Linked DNA regions of Mus musculus: region 1 is linked to region 2. The links are chromatin contacts, called in public Micro-C maps. All regions are on one chromosome and are shown on one strand. Each heading gives the region's core, a stretch centred on a gene start, on an enhancer-like site or on the middle of the called end of the contact. The rest is flanking DNA. Distances are from core to core; before and after follow the strand shown.

Region 1 (5,317 bases), core at 2,700-5,199, 650 kb before region 2:
AGCCTGAACCGCTTACCCTGTGGTTGTGACTTTGAAATGCCAGAATGGCAGAGAATTTGAACATTGCTACTTGAGAAAGGGTGGTTTGATAATGTCATTGCCGGAAGTCGTTCTACTCGTCTATCATTAAGTATTTATACAACAGCTGGTTGTGAGAAGATCTGCTTTCTAGCTGGCCAACTCAAACATCCTTAAGATCAGTGCTACTTGCTAAATATCGGCCGTGCTACTTATATTTTTCTAATGACATTCCCAACTGTGGATGTTTTTCACTATCATTTTTTTTAATTAAGTTTAGGTAGAAAACCTTGACTTACTCAAAGATAACATTGTTAACTGTTTTTGTACTTTCATATATAAAAATAAATCTTTTATGTATATTTAAAGACATCAGATTTCTTTTTGTTAGAAAATATGTTTTTTTTTAAAGATTTTTCTTTTAATGTGTATGGATGCTTTCGTTGCAGGTGTGTCTTAGTAACATGTGGGTGTCTGGTGCCCTTGTATCTCCTGGGACTGTAGTTACAGACAGCTGGGAACTGACTGACATGTGGTGCTGGGAATTGAACTCAGGTCCCCTGGGAGAGCAGCCAGTGCTCTTGACTACTGAGCCATCTCTCCAGCCCTTGTACTTTCTTTTTTGTTTTTAATTTTAAATGGTGTGTGTTTGTTTGTCTCTCGTCTCTCCACATGTGTCTGTCTGTGTATATGTTTGTCTGTCTGTCTGTCTCTCCGTGTGTGTGTGTGTGTGTGTGTGTGTGTGTGTGTGTGTGTGTGTTCTGTTGGGGACTGATCTCAGGGCTTTCTTTATACATGTCAGGCAAGCACTGTGCCTCTGAATTGCCTCCTCACAAGGGCTAAGGGTTTTGTGACTCCTTCTTTTGGTCCCACAAACTCCTGCCTTCCTAAGAAGCTAACAACTCTAGTCCCAGTCAGCAGAGGTAAGAGAACCCATTAGTTAAGACTCTTGATTTCCAGGGCCAAGAAGCCCATCCATCCACAGTAGAGTCCAGCAATGGGAGTCTGTTGGAGGAGGATCACAGGACTGTAGGAAAGTGAAGCTGGACCATGGGGAGACGTCAGCTGAGGACTTGGTTCCTGCCAGTAGGCTTGCTTTTCATCTTTTGTGGTTGTTGTTGTTGTAAACATTTATTCAATGTATGAAGAGGGTGTTCAATTCTCTCTTTCTACCACATGGGATCTGGATATTGAACTTGGCCGGCTTGACGGCAATCTCTTATACCTCCTGAAGTGTTTGGTAGTTCCCCGACTCCTGGTCTGTGTGTGTATGTGTGTGTGTGTGTTCATGCATACCCTGGTGTGGTGTGAAAGACAGAAGACAAACTTGGGGAGTTAAGTTTCAAGGCCTGAACTCAGGTCATCAGGCTTATACAGCAAGCACTTTTACCCATCAACCAGTTGACGTGCCCATTGTTAAGCTGCTTGCCTCCTCCTCCTCCCCCTCCCCCTTCCTCCTCGTTTTCTTGTTGTTGTCGTCGTCATCGTCCTCGTTGTTTTTGAGATGAGGTCTCATAGCTCTAGCAGGCCTAGAACTTACTGTGTAGGCCAGGCTGGCCTCTGTTTCCCGAGTGCTGAGTTTGAAGGCATGTGCCACCATGCAGGGCGGTTAGGCATCTTCTAGTGTGGTCATTTGATGAATGTCTGTCTCTCCTACTAAGCTGTAACCTTCACAACTGGGATTGATGACCTTATTAAGTTATGTGTCTTGCATGGCTCCTAGTGCTGGCACTGCCTGGCCTTTTTACCATCCCCACATAGTTTTGTAAAAGCAAACTGCCTTGGCATGAAGGATTTTAAGTAAGGAGTCCCTGTGGGACTCAGGATAGAAATGTAGCCACAGAACTCCTGAGACTGAAGGATTTTGAGACAGTTTATTTGTGTGTTTTCTTGAACATAGAAACTGCAGTTTTAAAGCTGCTTATTAGAGTATTTTATATCTCTCCTCAACTTTACCTGCCTGCAGCTAATCACTTAGTAACATTAAAGCTGAAAAAATATTCAAATACAAGACAGCTTCCATATGTTCTAGGAGACATCTTTATCTTTAATTCCAACTATATTTTTATTTGTGTGTGTGTTTGTGTGTGTATGTGTGTGTGTGTGTGTGTGTGTGTGTGTGTGTACATAGTTCCCATGGAAGTCAGAAGTGAGCACCAGATTCCCTGGAGCTGCAGTGCCAGAAAGCAAGCCATGCAGGAGTTGAACTTGGGTTCTATGGAAGAGCAGCAGGTGCTCTTACTGAGCAATCTCTCCAACCCTAATTATAAATACTTTTAAGAAAAGAGCTGGGCAGTGTTGACACAGGCCTTTAGTTCCAGCATTTGGGAGGGAGAGGCAGGTGGATCTCTTGAGTTCAAGGCCAGCCTGGTCTATAGAGCAAGCCCCAGGAAACAGAGAAACATTGTCTCAAAAACAACCAACCAACCAAGAACAGCCAGCTTGCCAGCAGTTATTGCTTATGTTCTTCATGAAAGCCATTCTGACTTGGACCACATGAAATCACAATGTAGGAATATTTGTTTGTTTTTGAGACAGGATCTCTCATAGTGTCTGTCGGTCTCCACCCCCAAGTGCTGGGATGAAGGTGGGGGACCTTGGTCTGGCCCGTCTTCCCCACCGAGCCGTGGGGGTGGAGCATGAATATACACATTGGGATGCTTCAGTGTACTTTTTGATTTGCATTTTCTTGATGGTTAAGAATGCCAAACATTTTTTCATGTGTTTATTGCCCCCCCTTTAAAAATTTGATCAGTATCTCTTTTGTTCATCTGCCTACCAGTTGGTTGGATTACTCATTCTTTTACTGTTCTTTATATATTCTAGATATTAGCTCCTTATCAGATGAATACGATTCCTTTTTTCTTATTTTGTAGACTGTGGCTTTTTCTATTGATCGTTTTCTTTTGCTGCGTGGAGGCATTTTAATCTAGTGCCGTTTATCAGTTCTTCATCTTATTTCCTCTGCTATTGGGGTCTCATTGAGAGGGCCGGGCCGGTGAAATTGCTCAGCGGGTTAAGGCACTTACAGCTCAAACCTGGCAAACCAACTGTGCTTCCCAGAACCCACATAGAGGTGGAAGGAGAGAATCTATTCCACGGAGAGAGCTATTGTCTGCGCTGCTGTCTGCATGACCCTGTTTTCCCTCTAGTGATATAAACTCTTATAATACAAGTCTCTGTTCTTCACTCCATTACTAGGCGGTCTTATTATAAAGTGTTTACTTCCTTGGGATGAAAGCAGTGTTTCTATGGCTTGTAATTCTTACACTTGATCCTATCCCTAAAATCACAAAATAAATGGACTCCATTTCACAGGCGACAGCTCTTTAGATACTCAAAAGCATTTGTCAGATCTCATTATTATTCACCCCCCCCCCCATTATCCGTATGGCATGTTCTCCAAACCTCCCCAATTTTGGTTGCCCCTCCCCCTTTGAGCTATACATTCATTCATCCTTTTAATAGCATCTCTCTGAGAATGTGTTACCCAGAACTGAGCGCAGTTTTCTTGCTCAGGATGCTTTCATTGTGCTAATGGTGCCAGTAACACATTAAGGTTTTTAGTTTTTTTTGTTTTTTGTTTTTTTTAAGTAGTCGTGCCATCCAGCAGGTTCTCACTGAGTCATAATACCCTAAGAGGGGGTCAGAATACCAAAAGAGGCTCTAAATTTGGATGATTTTTTAATGCAAATATACTTTCTGCTCTTCTTGATTCCTCGCTGGGAAGAGAGAACATTTATTTGCATTGCTAACCGCACTGGTTTTTATTTTTGCCGTGTAATGTTAGCACACAGCTGTCGATACCCACCAAGGAAGAATTTTAGCAGGGGATGACGCATTTAGAAACCTCATTCTTGCTAAAGGGTGGATAGGGAAGGACAGATTGGAATAGGAACAAGATGGAATGTCAGAGACACCATTACGTGACGTAGTGATGAGGATGACAGCTGACAATGGTTGGGGTTAGGAAAACAGCAGAAAGGATAGGAGGAGAGGCTGGATTTCAGAGAGACAGACATAGTCATGTGAGCAGGACTTGACCACTAATCCGTACAGGAATGAACATGAGTGATGACGGATGAGACGGGGTGAGGCATACACTCACACACACAGTTACACACTCACACACTCATGTACACTCACATACTCACAATCACATACACCCACACTCACACATTCATATACATATACACTCATACACACACTCAGTTACACACTCACACTCAGTTACACCCACTCACATACAATACAATCACATACACTCACACAGTTACACACTCACACACACACATACAATCACATATACTCACACACTTACACACTCATATATACTCACACACATCCATACAATCACATACACTCACACAAGTTACACACTCATACACATATTTACAATCACATACACTCACACACACAGTTACACACTCATACATACTCACACAAGTTATACAATCACATACATACAATCACATACAATCATATACACTCACGCACAGTTATACACTCATACAATCACATAACTCACAGTCACATACATACTCACATACCCCCATGCGCACACACACACACACACACACACACACACACACACACACACACCACAGCTCTTGACATCCAGATGACCCAGCTTTGGCAGTGAGGCCTGTGTTTTCCTGTTGGGTATATGATCTTACAGCATCTGGGCAATGTCCTTGGGGCCTGTATGAAATGAGACACCCAATGTTCACTTCACGATTCACCTAGCATAGTTAAGAATAGAATTATTGTGCCAACCACAAGATGACTAACATCCCTCTCTCAGGAAAAACGATCACTGGCTACAGCTTTACCCTTGCTTTGGTTTGCCCTCCTTGGAGAACCAAGGTTTCTTAGGATTCTCAGTCATGAAATACCCCTGCTCTCTGACTATATTCAGTCTAGAGCTATGCCTGCTTCCTTAAATGCTGTACACTGTACCAGCCTAATCCCAAATGCTGTAACAGATTTCCTCACATTCTTCTGAGATACCTCAAGGTTGCCCATGCTGACTGTTCTTTTTCATTGTGTTGAGTGATAAACTCATCTTATTTAGCTCCACATGTGTTCCTGGTAGTCAGTGGTTGAAGAATATGGACATAAGGATTATTTCCTGCTAGTGAGAAGGCTGTATAGAATTATCATCTAGGAATAACAGAATAAAAGGGTAGCTCATCATCAATGTAGAGCTATTGCTTTTCTCAAATAAGGTTAATTTGTTTACATTGATATGGATTATTGTATATTGATACAGGTTTAAGGTTGTCATTGGTATAAATCT
Region 2 (5,111 bases), core at 1,140-3,639:
ATTTCCATGGATTGGTTACAAATGTTTGCTGTCACGCACTTAATGTACTGTGATCTCATAGATATTTTTAGAGGAATGCTGTAGATCGCTCCAGCAGGGTGACGGGGCTAGGCTGCCTGAGAGTTTCAAATACTGAGAGCTTCCTTTTAACCCATTCTGGCGCCAGCCGCCCTCAATCACCCCCAGAGAAGGAGACAGTACTTCGGGGCCTTTCAGGAGTTTTGTGGCAGAAGCCCCACATGGAACATGTCTTCCATACGGCTCAGGAGCTTTCGAAGCTTTTCCATCATCGTCAACTTGAGGAAAGGCTCTGTAGCTTTGGTTTGACTTTTAGCTCTATGAAGACTCTAGACTTCTTTACCATCTTATTAGTGGACATGGAAGAAGTAGATTCCAGTGGGATTCAGGAATTGCTCACTGGAGAGCTCAGGCTCCTGTGGCTTTGCTCTGGGTGGTGAGTCCTGTGGTATCATTCTAGAAGAATTCACTCCCTAATTGAAGAAGGCACCACTGTGCTATGGACCGTATTATGGTTATGTCATGGCTGTGGGTGAGGAGGAGCCAGGAGATCAGCTGTTTCCAGTTTCTTTCATCTGTGTGTAGCATCCCCATGGCTGTGTGCTCAGCAGAGCATGGTTCCTGTGGATAACTGTCAGCACCTGTGGGGTAGGGCAGTGTTCTCAGGCTTTAGCATGGTGGCACTGTGGCCCGGACAGTGTTAAACACCCATTGTTAGGTGACCCTAGATGCAAGTCTGGGGTATGACTTAGGGTTTGCATTTCTTTCAATTTACTCTTTACAACATTTATTTATTTTTATTTGATGTATATAAGTATCTGCCTGTATGTATGAGTTGCCATGCGGGTGCTGAGAACTGAACTTAGGTCCTCTACAAGAGAAGCCAGTGCTCTTAACCACTGAGCCATTTCTCCAGCCCAGATTTATTTATTTTTAATTACTTGTATGTGTGTGTGTGTGTATGCACACGAATGTAAGTATATATTTGAGAACAGAGGTATCATATTACTCCAAAGATGGTTGTATGTAACCCAACAAGAGTGCTAGGAACTGAATTTGGGTCCTCTTCGAGAACAATGCATGCCCTTAACCACTGAGCCCTCCAGCCTTAGGATGTGCATGGTTAATATTCTCCTCAGGCACTACTTGAGAACTGTTGGCATGGGGGTTAGGAACCTGGGTTCTGGAGCCAGGCAGGTTTGAACCTTGCCTCTCCCACTGGCTAGCTGTGTGACACTGCTCGAGTCTCTTCACTTGCTATGCCTTCTCAGTCTCCCTGACGATAAAGATGATAATCATGACGGCCCATCTCTTGGGGATGTGATAAAGATTAAAAGAGTATCCAGCACACAGGCACACGCATGCATCTGTGCATGCACATTGTCTTAGTTAGGGTTTTACTGCTGTGAACAGACACCATGACCAAGGCAAGTCTTATAAAAAAAACAACAACATTTAATTGGGGCTGGCTTACAGGTTCAGAGGTTCAGTCCATTATCATCAAGGTAGGATCATGGCAGCATCCAGGCAGGCATGGTGTAGGCAGAGCTGAGAGTTCTATGTCTTCATCCAAAGGCTGCTAGTGGAAGACTGACTTCCAGGCAACTAGGATGAGAGTCTTAAGCCCACACCCACAGTGACACACCTATTCCAACCAGGCCACACCTCCAGATAGTGCCACTCCCTGGTCCGAAAATATACAAACCATCACACGCATATACACACAGACATGCATGCCCACATACAGAGGAACATAGTCACGTGGGGATCCTCAGTTTCTTCTCTACTGTCTCCTTTCTCTCCTTATGGTCTTTCCTGCTGCTCATCCACCAAGCCCAAAGCAGTACGTGGCCCCCAGCAGTGTCAGCACCGTGCCTCTGGCTTTCTAGAACTGTGAAGTCAGTCAGTCCCTTCCCTATACAAATCACCCAGCTTCGGGTGAGGCCAGTGTTTGGGTCTAACAAGAGAAGGCAGCCCTCACAGGGGTCTTAGGGATAAAGGTTCCTAAGTAAACGTAGGTTTGGGGAATCCAGCAAGATTTCTTTTCATGAAACACATTGCATCAGACCAGGAAGAGAAGAAAGGAGGTGGGCTGGGGGGAAGGGGAGGGAGAAGTCAGCTGCCCGAAACAACTTTTGAGGTTACGGCGTTCCAGCGCTTTCTGTCTGAGGACTTTCTCTCCCTTTCATTTGGAAGCGTTATTTATTTCACAGTCAATTAGGACCATGTGTTTCTGATTTGTTAGGACTCAACTCATCGTCAAAATGTTACTTGATGTTGAAGAAATTCGTGTCGACTCTTGAATTTTTTCCCCTGTTATAGCCTCTGGGGGAAATGCAATGGAAAATTAAATCTCTGCACTGTTCTCCTCTGATTCATCTGCGGTGGATAGAGTGGAGGCTGGCAGAGAGGTGGGCCCTAGCTCCTAAGGCCTTTGCCTTTAAGAATGATTTTTTTTTTAAACTGTCTTTTGTTGGACCTGCTCCAACCTCTCTTTCATGGTGGCTGATTAAACTAGAAGCTAGAGAGAAGGCACATGATCCAGTCAGTCTAAGCTTGTGTGACCAAAAAAAAAAAAAATGTTACCGAGGGTCAATATGAAAAATTTAAGCATTTTCATTTCCTTTCATATAAGTTCTCCCAACCTGAACCACCCTGTTTCTAAGTTTCCCCCTTCTTCCCTTCCTCCCCCCTCCCTTTTCTCCACTTCCCTTCCCCCCACCCTCCCAGGCTACACTCCTGGTGGTTTGCAAAGCCTTGCTACATTTGCCTGAGGTGGTTTATGTCATTGAAGACTAAGGTGTTGTGAACATACTGGAGAGTGTGTGTGTGTCCCTGTTCTAACAAGGGACATTAGAAAGCTCTACAAGAGTCACAGGAGCAACTTGAAATAGAAGAATGTGGTGCCATGGCGGGCCCCATTGGAGAAAAAGCCCGTTGGGATGCATGCTCAGAAACAGCGCCTCACACAACAAACTCTGAGTTAGGTTTCACACCTCCTAGGTTAGAATGTTTTCTCTCTGAGGTGTAGGGTGTTTTCTAGAACATAGAGATGCACTGCCAGTTTCTTGTATTTAAAACCCTTATACTACCAAATCGCTCTGGAAAGTCAGATGTCCTTCAGCCCATCTTGAGAGGATAATGCCTGAGTTGCCTTCACAAAGCCCTTCATAACCACCCTGGCTCCAGTACCAGGTGCCCCAGACCGGCATCTGGCAAGTCGAATGGTGCCAATCTCTATTCACTCTCTGATGCTTAAGGGGAGATTGTGTCAATCTTCATACGACACCCTAGACTTCCTTTAATGTGTGAGGAGATGGCCCTAAAGGGAAAATGCTTGCTATACAGGCACGATGACCTGAGTTCAAATCTCCAGTACCCATGTTGAAATTAGTCATGGTGGCACACCTGTAATCCCGGTGCTAGGGATGGAAACTTTCCTCTAGCCCCGGGTTCAGTAAAGGACACTATTTCCAAAAATAAGGTGGACACTTGATCCAGAAAGACTTCATGCTGGCAGGATAGCTAGGCTGGTAAAGGTGCTTGCTGCCAACCTGAGTTCAGTCCTTGGGAGCCACATGGTAGAAGGACAGGGCCTGTCCCTGAAAATCAGCCTCTGCTCTCCTCATGCACACTTAAATTAATACATAAATGTAATTTAAGTTCAGAGTCACCTACAGCTGCGTGGCAAGTTCCAGGCTAGTCTAGATTACATGAGATCCTGATTGAAAGAAAAACAGAAGAGAAGACTGACCACTAACCTCTGACCTTCATACACACCATACCCTCACATGTGTGACACCCATGCATACACCATTCAAGAGTTCAGAGTTGACAGTCAAAAGCGGGAGCAAAACCTATTGATCCTCTGTTTTCTCCACAGCAAAACTGAGAGCTTGCTAAATAGTGTTTCTGGGGAGTGCCTGGCCCTGGCCCACCCTCCTGTATGTCAGGAACATGTTTGCAGAGCAGAGGGCCTGCATCTTGGAGGATTTCAGTTCCAGGAAAGTATACCACATGGGAGAAGGGACATTTGCCTCAGTTTCAAGAGGAGATGAGAAAAACCAATAACTCGTAACAGGCGTGCTGAATTAGCAGGAGAAGTTTGACTTGTAATCAAAGTTAAGCGAGAAATGGTTTTTTGAACTCTTAAACCCAGGAAATGAGCTTGCCAATCTGCTGCATCGGAGAGATAGCATCTTGGCACCCTGGGAAACAGAGTTCCGACAAACACATTATTACACTCGTTCTCATATCTGTACGAAAGTCTTTAAGATTATTAGAAATTCTTGACAAAGCCCAGGGACATGCCTGCAGAAATGCTAATGCGTCTGTTGTGATTCATGGAAGGTTTATGCCGGTCGCTACCAAGTCACCCTGCTCCCCGGTGGCTGCCGTTTGGGGACAGGCATGTTTAGGGCAACATTCTATCTCTAACACAACACTGGCTAGCCCTAGCAGGAATTTCTGTGTGTTCTCCTTACCTCTCTCAAACCCCTTTGGTTCCATTTAGCTTGTCCTTGCAGAAGATCCATTATCCCCGTAATTAAACAACCCACTGTCCCGATTAAGCCGTTCTCTGTTACTTCAATTACATCCCATTGTTCATTAAGTCCTGATGTTTGCACTTCAGCAATCTTGTTTTTAATACTCCTAGCATTTGTGGAGAAACAGTGAAGTTAATTAACAATTCTTAAGCTCTTTTTTTTTTCTTTCTACCATAGTGCAAATCATTTCCATTATGACTTGAGATAATACTGAAACCATTACTAGCTTCATAGTTAGCTTCCTGATCAAAGAGTGAAACCATTTTTCATAATCGTGTTAGGTAAGTCATTCCCTGGTCGATGGCAAGCTGTGGAAAATGAAAAATTAACTTTAAATGAGCGCTTTCAGTGCCGTTCCTCTTCGTGGTCTTTCTCTTCACGCCTATCGTCTTGGAATTAGAGAAATAATTTAGTTATCTCAGTACAAAAGTATTTAATTTTCATCTCTGTGGTTCAAATTAATTATTCTTTCATTATTTATACCTTTTACAAATCAGTTGCTTTGACTACAGCCATAGCACTCTGAACACGTTCCATTTCATCTGC

Evidence for each region. A called contact is a pair of places that touch in the nucleus more often than the background predicts.
Region 1: a Micro-C map of muscle stem cells shows a contact between it and region 2, with 7 times the contacts expected there. The contact joins two enhancer-like sites. A contact is called at or near these places in 2 of 484 Hi-C or Micro-C datasets (muscle stem cells and myocytes) and 1 of 115 datasets of contacts at active chromatin or transcription factors (large pre-B cells).

Annotation. Positions count from the first base shown.
Region 1 is chr10:95,470,828-95,476,144 of GRCm38.p6, reverse strand. No RefSeq gene overlaps it. Among named protein-coding and RNA genes, the nearest start is that of Mrpl42, 28 kb to the left of the region's middle. Within about 2 kb of position 3,949, at least 19 of the 459 cell types and tissues checked have an H3K27ac peak or open chromatin away from gene starts, as enhancers often do. A contact at or near this core is called in muscle stem cells, where this site is marked.
Region 2 is chr10:94,821,614-94,826,724 of GRCm38.p6, reverse strand. The region is part of intron 21 of Plxnc1 (plexin C1); the gene reads left to right. Among named protein-coding and RNA genes, the nearest start is that of Plxnc1, 120 kb to the left of the region's middle. Within about 2 kb of position 2,389, at least 46 of the 459 cell types and tissues checked have an H3K27ac peak or open chromatin away from gene starts, as enhancers often do. A contact at or near this core is called in muscle stem cells, where this site is marked.